3 separate regions of the Mus musculus genome follow, and all the other regions are linked to region 2. The links are chromatin contacts, called in public promoter capture Hi-C maps. All regions are on one chromosome and are shown on one strand. The core of a region is the stretch at or near the end of the contact, and the rest is flanking DNA. Distances in the headings are between cores, read along the strand shown. Region 1 has its middle 320 kb from the start of Gm30904. Region 2 holds the start of 5031426D15Rik (RIKEN cDNA 5031426D15 gene). Region 3 has its middle 230 kb from the start of Gm30904.

Region 1 (4,120 bases), core at 522-3,021, 1.1 Mb after region 2:
GCACTGTCTGCATCTTAGCACTTGGAGTGTGTGCTGACAAGGAACTGGGCAGCTTACCAGTATAGAAAAAGTCCATAATGTAACAGATAAAAGGGTTAGGAAATAACATAATAAACTTCTGAGCCAACAAGCAGGAGGACTGAGTTATGTGAGAACTCACATGTGTAATGCAGTGCATTTGAAATCTAGTACTGGGGAGGCAGAGACACATAGATCCCTGGTACTTGGTATTCAACTCATCTAACCTACTCAGAAAGTTCCAGGCCACTGAGACCATGTTTCAAAAAAGATAATCTCAAGAATACAGAATACACCCAAATCAATCTTTGAGCCTTCATATGTGTGTACCCATCCTATGTGAACATACACATACATGCTCATAGGTACACACAGACACAAAAAGTGACAAAAAAAGACCATTGCTGTGCACTTTATATCTACTGTGAACAGACACCATGACTACCTGTGTGCTGCCATGCTTTCTGCCGTGGTGATAATGGAATGACTCTCTGACACTGTTAAGCCAGCCACAATTAAATGTTTGCCTTTGTAAGAGCTGCCTGGGTCATGGTGTCTGTTCACAGTAATGAAATCCTAACTAAGACACCACCATATCAGACTTTCTATGTGTGTTACTGGGGCCTAAATCTAGAGCTTTCAGTATATGTTGAATGAGCTTCCTCCTCAGTCCTTGGTGTTTGAGGAAACAGGGTCTTATTCTGTAGCCCAGACAAGCACCCAACTTGTCATCTTCCTGTCTTCCTCCTGAGTGTAGGATTATAGCTATGTACCTCTATGCTTGCAACAACTTCTACATCTGATTATATATATAATTTTAAAATATGTTATATATATTTATATTATATATTTAAAATTTAAAATATATAGAAAATTCAGATGTGTGTATGTGTGTTTATGTGTATGAATCTATGTGAATTTATGCTTTATGTATGCAGTTTGCAGAGGCCAGAAGAGGACATTGGATGCCTGAATTTGTGTTTGTAAGCCACTAACATAGTTGCTAGAAAGTGAACATGGAACCTCTCGAAGGGCAAGAAGTCCTCTTAGCAATTTAACCATATCTCCAGACCCTATTTCCTCCTTTTAACTGTCTTAAGCCTATAGTCACCATTGTGAGGTGCGCAAATTCCATAAATCATTCCTCGTGATGATATTTGGCATTTCATTTTACAAAGAATCAACTGAAAATGCCTGTTTCCCATTAGAACAAGTTCAGAAATAAACACAATGGAAGTTAATTTTATTGGGAGTTTGCTTGATATTTTTCATAAATAAATATCTCTGGGAGCTTGTTCTATTATACAGGTGCTGAAGTCACAGAGAAGCTAAAATATTTACACCCGAAATAATGTAATCAATTTCAAACATTATATATCCAAAATTCCATTATTCCAGACATTATTACGTAGAATGGTTGATTGCAATGTCAAATGCTGCATTTTTTACAAAAAATTATGAAGTATGAGTTTTTTGTTCCATTGTTTTCCATTTTCTCCCCAATATCTTCATCATTTTGAAAGGATCACGCTTTGAACAAGCAGCAGATGTTAATACAGAAATATAGAACATCTCAATTTTCTCACTGCTAACTCAGCTTTACTGAGCCAATTTCCCAGTTCTCACATTTCTGAGTCCTCGGAGAAAATGCTAATTTAGATTGTTAAAATTGACACGGGTGAGGGTATAAAGGGTAATTAGCATAAAATCCTACACAAAGTGTTCTTAGCACCATTAATCAACACCCACCTAGGCGTATATTTTTTTTTTCAGTCAGAGCTGATGTTTAATGGAGCTGAAAAATATCTAAAATATCCTCTTCTACATAAGTAATTTAAAAAATGCTGAATTTGTCCTCAAATCAAATTTGAGGGATTTTTTTTTTTTTTTAAGAAATGAAAAATCTACAGTGTACCTCAATGACAACTTTCTTTTTTACACTTAAGACTTTAGACATGGAAAAGTATTCTCTTTAGGAAAAACACCTCAGATCCTTATACTCTGACATCTCTTGCAAGGCTTCCTGCATTTGCGTGGAACTTAAAAGAAAACTCGATGTGTTTGTCTTTTTGTCCCAATTGCTTGCCACACTCATTTGTCCCTGTCCCTAGCCCAGCTCACTGAGGGGTTTGTTCTTTAACTGTTCAAACTTAAGACCCAAATAAGCTCCCCAGGGCTGTGAGTACTCCTCCTCCAGATAGATGGGTCATCACTGCTTCACAGCTTGACGCTTGTTGTTTCACTTGAAGCCTCTCTGTCTTTCCTCAGGAAAGAACATGACCCAATCGTGAGGTAGCCTTCATTTCAAGGGAAGGGGAACTCAAGTCATTCATAGGATGTTTTTGTTTTTTGTTTTCTGATTTCTGTTTTTGGTTTTTTTAATGTTTTTTTGCTACTTCTTTCTTCATTTGCAAAAGAGACAAAAATAATAACAAACAGGTATAACAACAACAAAATGTCTATATCAAAGGGACACAAGTGATCTATACATTTCTAGGAGCCAGTCCACAAATGTCCCTAGGGACACTGGTGACACTCATCTTTCAAAATTCTATCTTGGCGATCCAATAGAGAGGACAAAGCTTCAGACACGCTATGTTACCCCTGGAGGCCATTTATTCTCAGTAAGAAAATGTTCTTTGTGTACAAAATAAGCAAGAGATAGGAAATAGACTGTAAGTCAACAAGTCTCTAGAGAGATACTGAATTTTTTAAAATTCCAGAACCACAAATTAAGAGAGAGCACTAATAAGGGCCAGTATAATAAGAACACAAAACATCTATTTTTAAGAAGAAGAAATGATGAAAGGAGGATACTTGGTTTGCCCCAGAGGGTGAAAATGTGAAGAGAATGTTATTTACACAGCAAAGAACATGCGTATTGTTTGGGAAGAAAAGGCATGGCAGATTATAAACACAGATTTTGGAATGGTTGAAACAGACACACCAAAATACCCGGGCACACAGATGGAAATATAGGCAAGAGAATGGTGACCTGAGTTCTTTTTTTCAGGAGTAAAAAGGATTTGAAAGATGAGAGGGGGTAAGTGTGGTGAGCTCAAGTAGTCTTTCATTTCAGAGCCCCCCCCTCCCCCTTGCCTTCTCTCTGGCTACAGGGTTATATTCTAAAGGAATTTAAGACTAGAGCTCAGTGGGAAAAATTTTGCAGTGATGCCATGAAAGTTCCCATGCATGGAGGGCAGCAATTGTGAAGAATACAACAACAGAAGAACTCAAAGTAGTAGACGCTCTCATGTACTGAGTGCTTATGATATGTTTTCAAGATTGGCTTATAAAACAATGGGTATATCCTGGGAGAAAGAATATGCGAGCTGAATGCAGATAGGTGCTCATGGATGTCAGAAAACAGTGTCCATTCACCTGAAGCTGAAGACAGTCAGCTGTGAGCTGTCTGCTAAGAACATTGCATGGTCTTACTAAGAATCTCCGTACCTCCCTCTACATTGAACGAACTATATTGGGCTTTGTATAACTAAAATGTTAGAGAATAAAGCCAGTGCTCCCGGGTCTTTGATTTGATTTTTCAGTTCAAGTTAGCAGAAGCCAGTGGCTGATTGGTAGAACCCTTAAGGAGGCCATGAGAAAGTAATCAGAGTAACACCTGTGTCTTGAGATGAAGATTACATTGTGCTGCTGAATATACTAACAGATTTAAATCTGAAGACAGAGATTCAGCCTTGTAGTATAGAATTGAGAAGGCTTTGATGATGTGTAGGATGAACAGGTAGAATAAGAACACATAAGGAGCTTTAGAAGCAACACAAAGAATCAGTAAGCACTGAGAATGTATTGTCAAAAGAGTCAAAGGAAGTGGTCCCTCGTGATCAGAAAGCCAACAATAGCACCAACGTTGTTATGCTGAGAAGCATGAATAAGAGAGCTGTGTGGTTGTCTTTAGTTAGAGCATGCTCTATCACTTGGCTCTCCACCGCTTCTCATAGCCCTCAGTGTTCTCTTTGCTGAGTATCCCACATAACATGATTCAAGTGCCATTGTGCTTTGAATTTTGTAGTTGCTGATGCCATCTCCAAAATCATTATGATTTAAGATCACTGAATACTAAGGCCAGAAACTTCTAAAA
Region 2 (3,808 bases), core at 777-3,276:
CACAAGGTGCCAGCAACTGGTGCTAATTGAAAAGGAAAACGATAATTCAATATTCTAGCAGCTTGCATCCACCTCATGCTCTTTGATCCAGAAGACTGAAAAGACATTTTTCACAAAGGAAACTAATCAAGGTACCTTCCCCTGGGGGAATGGGGTCATTCTGTGTCTATGAAAAGGCCAGGCAATAGTTATGTGATGACAGCCCTTCTGCTGATGGACCAAAAGGATCCAAGGAGAAAAAAATATGTAATACTCTTAGAAGGTTGAAATATACTGACTAACCTAGGCTAAAGGTTTGAGAATATTCCAAGCAACCCTGGTTTGGTTCCCTACTGTGTAGCTTAGTTTTTAATGCCAACCTGACACCACCTAGAATTCAGCTTGGAAGAGGAAACATTAATGGTAGAACTATCTGAATTAGACTGGTTTCTGAACATATCTGTGAGAGACTGTCTTGATTAATCGATGTGGCAGGGCCCAGTCCACTCCAGGTGGCACCATCCCTAGGCATGTGGTCCTGAGCTGTATAATAAAACAAACTGGGCATGACACAGTGAGCAAGCCAGTAGGCAACCTTCTCCATGTTCTCAGTGCTGACTTCCCTCAATGATGGATTGCGATCTTAAAGTGAAAGCTGAAATAAATGATTTCCTTCCCTAAGTTTCTTCTGGATATGGCATTTATCACAGCAACAGAAAAGCAAACTACAGAATCCATGTTAGATTGATTGGACTTGTAAAATACATGTGATATTGCTTTAAAAAAGAAAAGAATATTTGTATTCTGAACACAAAATATAAAAGTTAAACAAATATTTATGGAAGGTAATCACAACCTCTTATTGACAGTAAAGCACAATATGGAAATGGGTTGATAAAGTTGAGCTGACTTTGGTAACTGATATATATATATATATAAATTCATAACATAAAGTAACTCAAGGAATAATGACAGTTGGTCTGGGACATGCTGGGATAGGGGAAATTTATCAGCCTGTTCTTAAAACACACCACCAAAAGCACCTGCCTCATACACAGCAGGGTAATGTGGGCCTGTTCTTTCTCTGTTTTCTAACATGTTTGAGAAGCAGACTGTGATGTAATCCTTCAAAACTGAGCTACCCAACTTAGAGTCTCTCCATGGAAGCTTCCCCAGGATGCTCCACACTCCATACGCTGGCTCTGGAGAACCCCAGGGTATGGTGGAGAATATCTTGGGCATATGGCTGGTGTTCTCACTTTCATCTCCTTGACTCTTCAGTTTGTTCTCTCTCTCTTTTTTTTTTCTCTCTTTTGAAATGTGGCTCATTCTAGAAGCAGCTGAATTGGTACAGACAGTACTTCTGAGGATACATCCCTGAGAATTTAGCTGCAAAGCCCAGGAGAAGTCAGATCCCTGGGAAGAAGCCAAGTGCAGATTTCAGAGAAACAGCATCCTCATGCTTGAGCAAGTTTTCCTCTCCAGATGAAACTTGTCAAATTCCCTTCATACACCCTTCTCTCTAGACAGATGGACACAGAAACGGAGATACAGATTCATGCTTATTTCGGTGTAAACATTTTTTTTTCTCCAAAGTACAGCTTTCAGAGAGTCCCCATTACTGACTCCTAAGGAATTACTCACATTTAGTCTAGCGACTCCCTCCAAGACTGTTTAACACTTCATAAGCATTTCCCTTAAGCCATAAACAACCCTGAGACAGATAACCAAGATGGTGCCTCTGATCAGACTTTGCAGGGTGACTTCTGGTTCATCTCCCATTTGATGCCGAGGACAAAGAGATATATCTGTGACTATGATTATCCACTTGGAAGGTGAGGAAATGAAGTTAAAGGCGAGAGTCTGTGAGACAGCTCTGTAGGTAAAGACATTTCTTATCAAGCCTGCCTGAGTAGGAAACTCAGAACTTACATGGTGGAAAGAGAGAGCTGATTCCAGTAAATTGCCCTTTGACCTTCATATGCATGCTATGGTACACACACACACATACATACATACACACACACACACACACACACACACACACACACACACACACATGTGCATAAAATCTTACAAAAGGTTAGCTTGTGGTAAGAGTTTCTGTCTTCTCTGATCAGTTTATAAACACCAAGTTCTTTCTCTTATGAAATCACGTGAACAATGCAAAGACCAATGGGACATCATTTCATGAGGTCTGCCTTGAACACTTCAGTGTCCTCTGAAGATGAAATCAATCACTCTGTTCTTCTCTTTTCTGCGGGAGACAAAGGGAAGGGGGGATGGGCAGAAGAGCTGAAGAGACAGGATCCATTGGCCAAAGCTTAGCTTGATGGTTAGCTAAAGCAGACCTTGTCAAGTTTAGAAGTTTCTTTGTGTGTGTGTGTGTGTGTGTGTGTGTGTGTGTGTGTGTGTATGTGTGTGTGTACAGATATGTGATTGACAACAAGTTCCTTCTCTATTGTTCTCCAACTTCCTTTTGGACACAGAGATCCACATTGGTTCTGGCGCTTGCCAGTTTATTTAACTGGCTGGTCAACAGGCCCCTAGAACACACACCCCCAGCACGAGGATGTTCCTGTTACACACGTGGTTTTTTATGTGGTTTCTGGGGCTCTGAACTCAGGATTCTCAGGTTTGGATTGCAAGCACTTTACAGGTTGATTCCTTCTCCCAGCCCTGTAACAGGGCTTCTGACAGCTTTAACTCACTGGCGAGTGCGTTCATCCTCTTAGACTCAGACAAAGGCATCGAGGGTCATCCTTCACAGAGCAGATGACTCCCAGAAGATGCGTATGCACCAAATGTTAATTCTATTATACCATTAATGTACCATTACCTATAATAAATGTCTTCCAATAAATTGCCCAGTACCATAGGTCACATAGAAATACATAAGGCAGTGCGAGTGAATCATCAGAAAGACTGGCTTAATCGTAGAGACTAAGATTGATCAGATGTGGAAAAGACTAGAAGTCCAGAGTGCCATAAAGCAAATAGAATAGGAAGAAAGTGGCTACCTTGCAGGACTTTGAGGGTCATCCTGTGGAGTATGCTATACTAAATCCTGAGGCGCTGGAGAGTGGAGTGGAGTGGGACCATTGACAGCGAGCGTGGGGAAGCACGGTCTGGCTCATTACAGGAGGATGTGAGATCTTAATGCCATCTACTGTGTGCAATCCACTTTTTGTGGTTCTTTTAGATCAGGTGGTTTACTGCCTTATCCAGTACACAGCATTTAATAAGATGGCAGAGAAGCTAGCAGCGAGGCTCACAGAAGCCAATAACCAGGTTTCAAGCCACTTTTCTTATATGCAGGGGAAAGAGATGTGTGCTCCAAGTCTGAGTTCCTCTGAGGCATATACCTACTTGACCACTTGGCAGCTGTTACCTGAGAAAAGGTAACTTCCCTAAAGAGAGATCTATAAGCTAGTATGGGGCCTGGAGAATTTTATACTAGCAACTGGAAGATGCCTTCTCTAAAGAAGAGTTTTAAAGGACTTAAACCTTGATTGTGGGATTCTCTGGAAGAAATAGAGTGGACAGACCACAAGCTTCCATTTTTCTTTCTTTCCTTTCTTATTAAGGCAAGTTTTGCAGCAGCAATAAAGGAAAATAACTCGATATCGATGTTTTGTAAGCTCTCCATCAAACACAGAGGGAAAAGGAAGAAGGATGCTGCTATAAAATTATCTGTGAGCTGATCCATCCACATGAGACAACTTAAAAGGCCGGGCAAACAGATTCTCAGTTGTCCTTTCTTTCCCATTTGTTTCTAGTGTAATCTCCCCTAACTTACTTAGGTCTAGACAATTCCAAGTGATGATTT
Region 3 (3,691 bases), core at 672-3,171, 1.2 Mb after region 2:
ATTATTATTGTATGGTTTTTATCACTAACATTAAAGTATTAATTAAAGTATAAAGAAAATTTAGTAATTAATAGCTGAAACGGAACTTTTAAAAGCCAGTTGGGCCTTGGTCAATTCACAGATGTAAAAAGAAGTTAGGCCAGGTATGGTGGCACATGCCTTTAATTCCAGCACTCAGGAGGCAGAGGCAGGTAGATTTCTGAGTTCAAGACCAGCCTGGTCTACAAAGTGAGTTACAGGATAGCCAGGGCTATAAAGAGAAACCCTGTCTCGAAAAAAACAAAAACAAAAACAAAAAAACAAAACAAAAAAGAAGTTAGACTCTGAAAAAGCTAAAAAATAGGAGATATTCATATGCCCTGAATATATCCCAGCAGTGCATATTTAGAGTCATGGCTACTTTGCTTTTGAATATGTATAACATGAGATGAGAAGGTCTGTCTGATCTATAATGGAATCGGACACTGTGATTGCAGGATAAATCTATGTATTGAGACATCCATTAAAGCCTTATCTAGTTTTATTCTAATTTGTGGATCAAAGTATGTTTTATGTCACAAAATTCTGTGATATCTGTTACTTAATAGAAGAAAATATAATTTTGCCTAAATTTTATTTTTAGAAGAAAAAGTTGTCTTAATATAAATTTTATAAAAAGAATACCATGTTCTTATTTATATAAGTTATAGGCAATGAAAGTGTGTTCATTTTCCTTCACAGGCTATAAGTTCTATGGATCAGGTATAAATATGTAGCCTTTTTTTCTTCCTCAGAAGAGAAACTATTTATAGATGAGTGTGATATCAATGCAAAATTGCCTTTAAAAGCTCCATTTCTGATGCTGCTTAAAAGCTGCATATAAGAAATACCTCAGATGCTGTCAGGGTAACCAAACGAAAGCTATAAAAATGTGGGATTCAACTTAGAAACCAGTTACAATCTAAGGTTATAGAAGTGGGGCTTCCTGATAATCTGGTCTCAAATGTCTGGTCATTAATGCCTTTGTAGAAACATATGGGCAAACATATATTTCTTTATAAACTGGATGCTGATTACATACACAGCCCTGTGTCCAGTTCATGATACATCAGAGAACAAAAGGTTACTTTCTCAGGAAAATTTTACTGTAAAAAGGAGGCTGAGCCAAATAGTAGGTTGATATTTTTATGTTCTCTAAAACTCATCTTTCTTTATTTTCTAAAAACAAAAGAATTGTTCATCACTAGGAGTAGTAACAATGTCTCAGATATTAAATCTGCAACTCAGCAATTTAACAGCATTTCTCTTTTGAGGTATCACATATATTATGTATTCTTTGATATCCCCAGAGTTACCTTAGTGAATGTCATACACAGATAATCTTGTGTTTTCCCCAGCAAAACACCAGGGATAAAAGTTATATCAACTGCACAAAATGATAGTATATTTGCATTTCAATCTTAGCATGCTGAAGACAAATTTATTCTGCATTCATAGAAGAAGAAAAAAAGCTTAGATGAATAATAATGGTAAATAAATTGGGAGCGTCTAATATACTCCTGCTGCTATAAAACCTGGCCACCTTACCAGAAGCTAAATAGGAATCCCATGTTCTCCTGCCCAAAATTCACTGTGATAAGGTTTGCTTAAATTCTTCAGGCAGAGTCTACTTAGGAATTGTCTGACAGCTAATTTGTTATTATTTCTTCAATCTTCTCAGTGCACTGGAACAATCTTCATTTGAACACTGCAGTGAAGACTAGATTGGATGTTTCCAAGGTTCATAGTTGCTCTAGAACTGATTAAGAAGGGATACTGTGCAAATGGAAACAAGCCAGTGCTCATCTGGCCTTATCAGGGGGAAATAAGCAGCAGCTGGTAAGCAGACTACACTCAGACACCCAGCTGGACTCCCTGAGATGCAGAAAAGGTTTCTAAGGGGTAGCCACCCTTCCTCTGGTGTACTTCCCCTGGAGGTCTTTAAAACTCAGATGGTGAGCCATCTGGCTGAGCTCAGAAGGCTGGTGACTAAGAAATAACATGAGGCCATTCCTGTCAGACATCAAAATTGATTCAGAATCTGTCATGCACTAGCTGATGGAGACACAAAATAGACAGAACAGTCAAGGCTCTCAGAGTTCCCATGACTGTCTGAAATCAGAATTCAGTGAATGAATTGGTCTTGGATAACAAGGGGATCCCTCAGCAAAGAATTCCTGTCATAGGGAGTGGTGGCATGGTTAATGAAGCTGTGGTCTTTGTTTGCTTCCCTGAGTATCCTATATCAAATTGCTGAAGTAATGAAGCTTGTTAACATAAGATGAAGTCCTTTAAAAAAGCATTTAGAAGTAGACTTGGTTCTCAGTTAACAGTACTGTAGAAGTTTTACTCCATTAAGTTGCAAATCTTGAAATGTTATAAATCTTTCGATAGAAGGAATGTGCCTAGGGCAGGCAGATCATTTTCTGGACATAAAGAGATTTTCTACAGAGTGTTAAATGAACCTCCAAGAGAACCAGTGGAACAGCAAATATCTTTTCAACAGGGAGAACACAAGCTTTAAAAGCACCATGCTCAGCTCCCATAGCGAATGTTTTTAGATTTTGTTTATGAGAACAATATTTCTAAATGCAATAGAAAAGCTGGACCTATGCACAGAACCAAGATGCAGGTACAGTCATTGTACATCAGTTTATTGATGAAGTGGAATTATTGTGCAACCTTGGCCATTTCCTCTCTCACAAGAGTTTAAGAATATCTGGATCACTGGCCATAAGTGATATTAAAAGTGTAATATAGTCAAGTCATTTTTATTTTGGAATGATTAATTTCTTTCTCTGAATTGCATATGAATTTTACTAGATTCCTTCATCTATGAGATACCTGAAGTTAGACTGAATTAATGTAAAATTGTATATTTTAAATACAAATTTAAAATATAATATCTGACAGTTGTGGTGTAACCAGGTGCCTTAGCAAACAGAGTGTGAACAAGAATGGGGAAAGGATAAAATATATAAATGATTGTTTCAGAGTTTTTAATATTGAAGCTATAAACTCAAACTTTAGCTCATTAACCTTATTATATTTAAAAGGACAAAGATATAGTTTTTTTTTTCCAGAGAGGGGGAAAAAGTACAAAAATTATCTAAACATAATGATGCTGCTAAAATGTTCAACAGTAAAAAGTAATTATCAAAAGGATTGTTATAAATAGATTAGAAAAAGTCAAACAACAATAAGAATATGTACCCCAAGATAAAAATATTAAAATAAAATATGAAGATGTGGAAGAGGAAGAAAATATTACATAGTGGGTATGCTGAAGACAGAGAACCTAATGTTTATATGATTGCATTTCTAGACTGAAAGAATAACATGCAAGTAATATTTACCATGTTTAAGAGTTATTCGTGCTCCAAAAATGAAGGAAAGACACAATGTAACAAAGTTCCAAGCTTTTAAAAAGATTACAAAGAAAGTAAAGGGAGGAGGACAGAGTTTTTTATTTTATTTTATTTTATTTATCATCAATTAATTTATTTATTCACTTTGCACCTTGATTGCCACCCCTCTCGCTCCTCTACTCCCAATCTTGACCTCACACATCCCTCCCCAATTACCCTGTCCTCTTCTTCTTAGAGAAGGAAAAGTCCCTCTTGGGTACCACCCATTTCTGGGGCATCAAGTTGCAGAATGACTAAGAGCAGAG

What was found. Promoter capture Hi-C pulls out the DNA fragments that hold promoters and counts their contacts.
Region 1: a promoter capture Hi-C map of hippocampal neurons shows a contact between it and region 2, with 6 times the contacts expected there. The contact joins the enhancer-like site here to the promoter of 5031426D15Rik in region 2. A contact is called at or near these places in 4 of 39 promoter capture datasets (cranial neural crest, hippocampal neurons, pre-B cells and 1 more).
Region 3: a promoter capture Hi-C map of hippocampal neurons shows a contact between it and region 2, with 5 times the contacts expected there. The contact joins the enhancer-like site here to the promoter of 5031426D15Rik in region 2. A contact is called at or near these places in 6 of 39 promoter capture datasets (the 3T3-L1 cell line, the HPC-7 cell line, embryonic stem cells and 3 more).

The regions. Positions count from the first base shown.
Region 1 is chr2:8,027,715-8,031,834 of GRCm38.p6, forward strand. No RefSeq gene overlaps it. Among named protein-coding and RNA genes, the nearest start is that of Gm30904, 320 kb to the right of the region's middle. Within about 2 kb of position 1,772, at least 9 of the 459 cell types and tissues checked have an H3K27ac peak or open chromatin away from gene starts, as enhancers often do. A contact at or near this core is called in hippocampal neurons, where this site is marked.
Region 2 is chr2:6,926,696-6,930,503 of GRCm38.p6, forward strand. 5031426D15Rik (RIKEN cDNA 5031426D15 gene) reads right to left here and starts at 2,027. Exons shown (of 1, transcript NR_027890.1): 1 at 1-2,027. It also overlaps a transcript of Celf2 not described here.
Region 3 is chr2:8,110,625-8,114,315 of GRCm38.p6, forward strand. No RefSeq gene overlaps it. Among named protein-coding and RNA genes, the nearest start is that of Gm30904, 230 kb to the right of the region's middle. Within about 2 kb of position 1,922, at least 7 of the 459 cell types and tissues checked have an H3K27ac peak or open chromatin away from gene starts, as enhancers often do. A contact at or near this core is called in hippocampal neurons, where this site is marked.